2 separate regions of the Sorghum bicolor genome follow, and region 2 is linked to region 1. A link is a contact called in public HiCAR-type data. All regions are on one chromosome and are shown on one strand. Each heading gives the region's core, a stretch centred on a gene start, on an enhancer-like site or on the middle of the called end of the contact. The rest is flanking DNA. Distances are from core to core; before and after follow the strand shown.

Region 1 (3,597 bases), core at 307-2,806:
GGCTATCTCCTTAGCAACTGCCTCATTAATGTGTGTGGAATCACCAACAATGTGGACACTGATCCCTGTCAACAACTGGGTGATCCCAGAAGTGAGGGATTCCCATGATTCATCTATATCAGGCCATTTCAACTCTTGCTCTACTTTCTTCAGATTCACCACCAATTGGTCCTCATCGATGAACCTGTGAAGTAGAATGAGCAAATAAATATGTCCTCGCAAGTAAGGGTGCAATACTAGATGATCGATACATACCATATGGTCTCAGAAGACTTAATCCTATCAAACAGTGTTTGGACGTTCATCAAAGTCCTCAGTGTCCCGTCAGACTTGGCTCTGATCAATAGGGATGTATCATCGACGTCAACAAAAACATCTCTTGCACTCTCTATGCCAAGCTTTTGGATGTCCAGTCGCAGCTCCACCTCTCCGTTTCCATCAGTGAACTATACAGAATAATACCAGGTGATTATTTGTTGTCAAAACCACAAGAAGAGCCATGCTCAACCAATAGAGTTTCTTCAGCACGATGGCATGAATTAACAGCAGTAAGTTATTCATAAACAATAAATAATATGTTTATTGTTTTTCTATCTGATTCGATTGTATTTGTATCCTGCACTTGGTTTCCTTGTGGTCTTTAAACTTACTTATGTGCGCATGGGGAGGATGGTTTTGGAACTTGCTCTGAACTTGGTTTCAGAAACACAGAGTAATCAACCATAGGAGAGCATGGTTAACTTCCATGTTGCTAACGATAATGATTGCACTACCATTCTCTGTTGTCTTTCGAAATCTTGTTCATTTAGCTGGTAAGCCATGGGCCATGGCACTGTTGGCTGATTTCTTGTGAGAAAAACATTGTTGAATGGTTGGCAGGTTCGGCTGATTTCTTGTTCATTTCAGAAACATTACCAGTTGAACTAGTAGGAATTACATTACCAGTTTCTCAAGGGCTGGATTAATTGTATCACTCGTTGACAGCACATAATATTATGCAGAGTCAACTACTCCAGTAAACAACGGCAATGGGAAGAAAGCGGTGCTAAAGGTTTTGGAGACACGGTAGTGTTGGGTACACGAATTAATGAGCAACGGAGAGTAAGCGATAATCTGGTGCGTCAGACTGCAGATTACTTGGCCAATTGTTACGGGCATGAGCAGATAAGGTTAGCTGGCAAACAAGTAAGCAATCCCCAATAAGAGACTAGTACTTGCCTCGTAGTCCTTGGACGGGGCGGCCGACGCGGACACGGAGGCTCGTGGACGGAGGCGACTCGCCGACGACGAGGCGGCGGCGGCGGCAGAGAGTGATCGAAACCGACGAAACTGGGTAGCAGCAGGGAGCCGAGGGAGATGAGAGCTGCGGCCCCGGCGGTGAGGGTCTGGCTTGGTGGGGAAGGAGCAGGGAACGGAGGAGCAAGCAGCCATGTTGGCCGCTGCCGCTGCTCCAGCCCCTATCCTCATTGTAGAGTGGAGTGGAACTCCCACCAGAGAGCTCCAGTCTGCCGTCCGAGTCCGAGGCAGCAGCGCCTGCCAAGGCGATGATGGTAGGTGTGCTTGCAAAGATTTGTGCGTGCGTGTGTTGGGCTGGTCTGGGCCTTGTATTTAGGCCCAAACCCTAGTTTGTCTTCCTGTCGCCACATCCTCGAGTCCACCAAACCAAGGCCTTGTTTGATCTAAAAAGTTTTTGAATTTTGATATTATAGTACTTTATTTTTATTTGATAAATATTGTTTAATCATAGAGTAATTAAATTTAAAAAATTCGTCTCGCGATTTACATATAAATTATATAATTAGTTTTTATTTTTATCTATATTTAATACTCAAAATATGTGTCGCAAGATTCGATTTGATAAAAAAAATCGTAAAATCTCGTCGCTGTCGATGGCTTGTTGGCACCAGTTTGGCAGGCGGGTCGGAACGGTCGACCGACCAGACCACAACGGCGGAGGATGGAAAGTGGTCACCAGGAACCGGCAGCATGGTTGGGGGCGACAACGTCATACAAGGTGCGCCGGGGACGCCAGCGAACAGAGATTGAAGATGAAGATGACACGTTCCGGTTCACTCGAATACGTTGCGTTGACCAGTTGACCTCAACGTTCTTCCTGTTAACTGCCGGATAAACCGTCCTTTGCCTCATCACTCATTCACTCACACTTCTCCCCAGCCCGTTCATGTTTATAGTATCCTAGTGAAATTAATAATGACACATTTCGGAATTTTCTACCGAGTTTTGTATTAGGACCTATTTGAATGCAAGTGGCTAGTTACTATTCCTTCCGTCCTATAATATAGTGTATTCTAACATTCAAAATTTGTTCTTAAATATAATGCATTATCCAATTTTACATTAAATACTTTCTATTTATCAGCCAATCATCATTGACCATGTTAATGATAGCGTCTAATTAGAAAATAAAATCGGGATACATGTGTCTTTTATACTCTTCCTTAATTCTCCTAGAATGCTCTATATTAGAAGACGGAGGGAGTAGTTGTGTCTAATAATATTAAATTAAGTTAGCTATGGTTGGCTAACAAGTAGTTAAAAACTTCAAAGAAAAATTAGGCCACCTAAAACTCTCCTGTTTGGATGCACAGCTAATTTTTAATTAGCTAACAGTTAGGCACACCTAAAACTCTCTTTTGTAAAATGGTTTTTCGGGTTGTTCCACTCTTTTGTAAAAAACCGACTTGTTCCTATTGACAGAAATCAGTATCACCGCTCTACCCACACAGGAGAGCAGCAACGCCAGAACATATACCAACCATCCGAAAAGGAAATGAATCGCGATTAAATTGAACGTTAACCAGCGCCAGGCTAAACCAACAAAAGAATAGAGTTAGCCATAGTGTAGCAGCTACGCCTGTTTACAGGAAATTACAAAAGAAAAAAAAAAAGGAAAGGCCGTAGGCAAAGTGAGAGAGATATACAGCTAAGCTAGCTACATGCTCTAAACACTTGCAGATAAATCAAAGTAGCGAGGTTCTCTTTAATTTTCTGCCACTGACAGCCAGGCATCAAAGAGCCACCGGCAGTGACACGGAACCTCCAGCAACAAGAATATTGTCACGTGTGTGTCTTCTAAGCGTGCCCCCAGAGGCCTCAAATTGGAGGCCCTGCTGCACAAAAGAATCGATTAGCCAGCCACTTCCTTTGCTGCCAATTCTAAAGTCAGTCTGCTGCCCCTGTGCTAATCAAATCAGCTTTGCCCACAATCACCACCTGATCCCTCTCTTCTGTCACCTCGTTTTGTAGTTAACAATGCAACTAAACAAAGAATTCGTCTGCTCAGTAGAGGTTAGCACCTGTGATTCCCTAAAATGTACGTGGAAAACCAAGCGACAACTTGTCCTCCCTTGCAAATCTCTGCCCCGAACTGCCCTGCTGCTCAATCTGCCTACTGGCACTAGAAGGTAGCCGGATTTTCACTCGTTTTGGACGGAGCTCTGCTGCAGCATCTCTGGTTCTTTCTGCAGTCTCTTCTCGAGAACCACCACTGGAAGCCAGATTTGACTGCAGTCTCACACCAGGACTTGTAACATTGTGCTGGGTTTCCAATTGTCGCCGCTTTATCCTCCAAGAAAT
Region 2 (3,597 bases), core at 401-2,900, 130 kb after region 1:
TACTTATTAAGTATTGACAATAACTTTTGTTCTTAAAGTCATTGTAGGGCGCCGGAAGGGCGCCAAATGTTCTAGTGGATTATAAAGTGTCAAAAGCACCATTGTTTTTTCTTCTTTCTTTCTTTCCTTCTTCTCCCTGTGCCTCTGTTCTTGAGATGAAGGCTGCGCTCGTCCATGCCGACGCTTGTGCCTGGGGAAAATCCTGTATAAGGCCTTGTTTAGTTCCTGAAGGAAAAAATTAAATCACACTGTAACACTTTCGTTTGTTTGTGGTAATTATTGTCTAAATATGGACTAACTAGGTTCAAAAAATTCGTCTCGTCAATTCCGACCAAACTGTGTAATTAGTTTTTATTTTTGTTTATATTTAATACTCCATGCATGCATTTAAAGATTCGATGTGACGGGGAATCTTGAAAAATTTTGGGTTTTTGGACGGGAGTAAACAAGGCCTAAATCGACCCTATAGCAATGGAAAAAAAAAGAATATCGTGGCAACAACTACCATTTGCCACATTGTCACTTTCGTTGCGGGCCGTTAACATAAAAACGAGTGGTGAAAGGTCTTTGTAACGGGTTTGCGTTTTGTTGAAAGTACCGTGCTAATTGCAATGTAATTTTTGCCTTGAAATTGATTGGTGTTGCAACGGATCGCATAGTGGCAATATTGTATATTGCGACAGTAGAAGCATTGCAACAAGCTTTTGTTTTTACCACACATATATTTCGTGGCAGTAAAAGCTACTGTCATGCATATATATCGTGGCAGTAGGAGTTATTACCCCACACACACATTGGTTTATTGCATTAGATCATTTCGCAACGCCATTTGCTTAGTGGTAATATGCATTGTATATCCATTAAGTCTAATTAAACCGGATAATCTTATAAACTATGGCATGGGGGGTGTTTGGCACTGCTCTGCTCCACGTTTTTCAGCTCCGCTCCACGTTTTTTAGCCAAACGGTTTCAGCTTCACGCACTCAGTTCGAGAAAAAAATGTGGAGTTGTGAGAGCACCTAAAGAGATACTCCACAAACTCTAGTTTTTTGTGAAGCTGCTCCATGGTGGAGTTTGTGGAGCAGTCCTAAACACCCCTATAATCTTGTAAATAGCATTCTATTTAAACAAGATATATAGACATGAAACTGTGCATAGTATCTTTTTTAGCCTACAAACTAACATTCAAAGAATGGTGTAAATCTAAGTTTAAAACATCGCCTAATCTTCAGACTACAACAGCAAAGACAATCAAATCTTAATTCCAATGGATCAATTTCACTTACCGTGCTTTTTCCCTTATCGTGGACGGAACTAATCACCGAGAGAGCGTCTCTTCACTTTACAACTGCTCTTTGTTTACTTCCCAAAAAATTTTGCAAAATTTTTTTTAGACGTGTGCATAAAGTATTAAATATAGACGAAAATAAAACTAATTGCATAGTTTGGTCGAAATTGATGAGACAAATCTTTTGAGCCTAGTTAGTGCATGAGTCAAATACAAACGAAAGTGCTACAGTACCTGATTTGCAAAAATTTTTGGAACTAAACAAGGCCCTGGGCCATAAGCGCGTGGGCTTCTCAAGTCCTCATCACGTGAACGGGCCCAAAAGGTCCAACAGCGGTAACTCTTCAGCGGTTCGGCCTTCACTCGTCCGCACTCCGCAGCGGTCTTCTTCCTCCGTCTGAGACTGCGCTCGCACAAAAACCAGAGCTGCAGAGGTCGACCATGGCTGCCAGGTCTGGGCGCGTCGGGAGAGGGGACGGGGTCTCGCCGGAGGAGAGGCCGCCATACCTCGCCATGTTGGTGGATCCTCCCCTGCCCCTCCTTGCCCTCACCCGCCAAGGCTTCCGACCCCGCCCACGGCTCGCAATCGCACCCTCGACGAAGTTCCTGCTGGGGTCGACGCCGCCCACCCCTGCCGGAGCCGCGGCCGCCCACTCCTGCCGAAGATCTCAGATGCGAGGTAGAAAAAAAGGTAATCGCTCGACCTAGCAAGCTTGATCCTTACTCATCGTATATATGCAATTATGCATATAGCGAAATAGGATTGTCATTTTAGCGAAGCCATTTGTTTGGAGTCCCATTATAGCAATTTTCTCACGGAAGGAAATCGTATATGCTGTGGTTAAATTAGATAAATCCGCGTCATAGTGCCACCAGCCAATAAGAATTCAGTGTTTTCCTACACCAATCCGCGGCACATCCTAATCAGAGCCGCCCGATGAACGATCATGCAGGAACCGACCTGAGTCCGTCGTGCGTCTCTCGCGTACGTGCCTATATAAATAGCGCCCCCTTCCCCCCGGCAAATTACATCACGGGCTCACGAGGCTGAAGAGGGACCTATAGCTCTACGACTACAAGGGCATCATCAGTAGCGTAGCAGTTGCTAGCAGACACCATCTGTGAGAGGTAACTAAATAGACCCATCCCCTTCGTGTTAACTTATTCTACTGATTACTACTTTGATCCATCTTCTTCATTCGTGTTTGCTTATTCTACTTATTAATTACTAGCTGTGCTTGGACGACCTTGGTTGTTGCTATTATAACGAGTATATATGTGTTTCTAGGGTTTTATGGTGTGAAATTATGGATTGCAAACTCTAATATGATTACGCTAGAGAGTAATCTATATATCCCCACTCTGCTCAGGGTTATTTATTCATCATTTTTTGTTGTTGATAAATTTCGTTGCATGAGTACCAAGTGCACATGATTTTGTTTGCACTTTTCAGTTCTGTTCTCTTGACCCTGTATCTGTATATACATGTTTCTGTGTACTGTTATACCCTGATATTGTAACAGAGGAGACGGCAACTCAATAATAATTAGTGTTCCTTTAGTATTCAGGTGATGAATAATTAGGTTTCTGCTCAATAATGCTCGAAACATCATGCTGATTGGCCTTTATTTGCACTGTGTAGTTCCCACATCTCAATTCATACATCTGTCTTTATCTGCATAGGTGTTCTCAATTTATTTTTCCTATACTATTACATTACATGACTCAGTTAATGCTAGTGTGTGACAGTATGTAGTTCTGTGCACATTTCAATTTGATGCAGGATACTTCTGTCAATATATGATACATACTTATTTACATTCCTCGGGTTTTATCTTTTACATGATCGGTCATCAATTACAAGATGGCTCGTACTAAGTGCACGGCGCGTAAGTCGACTGGGGGAAAGGCACCAAGGAAGCAACTCGTTCGAAATATCTTTGTATGTATAATATATGTAAAATTTGCATGAGAAGTATCATCAGTACTTGCGTGTCGAAACTTGTTCTAACATTAGTATGGCTTGGTGATCATTTACAGGCTGCTGCTCGCAAGACGCCAATGACCGGAGGAGTGAAGAAACCTCGCCGTTACCGCCCTGGAACCGTAGCTCTTCGGTACGTGCACGTGCAACACAGCTGGCTGATTTTGTTTTATTTATGTTTGCCAATCAATACGATTGTACGGCTGTAATTTTCATGCAAGTAATCGTGTCATAACTCATCACAACTGAATCTGAACCTCGCATTTATTTTCTTCCAGTGAAATCCGCAAGTATCAGAAGGGCGCCGAGCTGCTCATCAGGAAGA

What was found. HiCAR-type assays count read pairs that join an accessible place to other places.
Region 2: a contact with region 1 is called in a HiCAR-type map of leaf, with 6 times the contacts expected there. The contact joins the promoter of LOC8055130 here to the promoter of LOC8086288 in region 1. A contact is called at or near these places in 1 of 4 Hi-C or Micro-C datasets (leaf mesophyll) and 1 of 1 datasets of contacts at active chromatin or transcription factors (leaf).

What each region holds. Positions count from the first base shown.
Region 1 is chr1:55,678,797-55,682,393 of Sorghum_bicolor_NCBIv3, forward strand. It overlaps LOC8086288 (probable inactive shikimate kinase like 2, chloroplastic), which reads right to left and starts at 1,557. Exons shown (of 8, transcript XM_002467382.2): 1 at 1,219-1,557; 2 at 256-446; 3 at 1-184. The coding sequence starts at 1,467. LOC110431751 (a long non-coding RNA gene) reads left to right here. Exons shown (of 4, transcript XR_002449194.1): 4 at 1,364-1,442. It overlaps LOC8086289 (lysine-specific demethylase JMJ706), which reads right to left. Exons shown (of 11, transcript XM_021449953.1): 11 at 2,808-3,597. The coding sequence ends at 3,328.
Region 2 is chr1:55,809,867-55,813,463 of Sorghum_bicolor_NCBIv3, forward strand. It overlaps LOC8055130 (histone H3), which reads left to right and starts at 1,651. Exons shown (of 6, transcript XM_002464826.2): 1 at 1,651-1,979; 2 at 2,242-2,416; 3 at 3,153-3,230; 4 at 3,329-3,405; 5 at 3,551-3,597. The coding sequence starts at 3,153.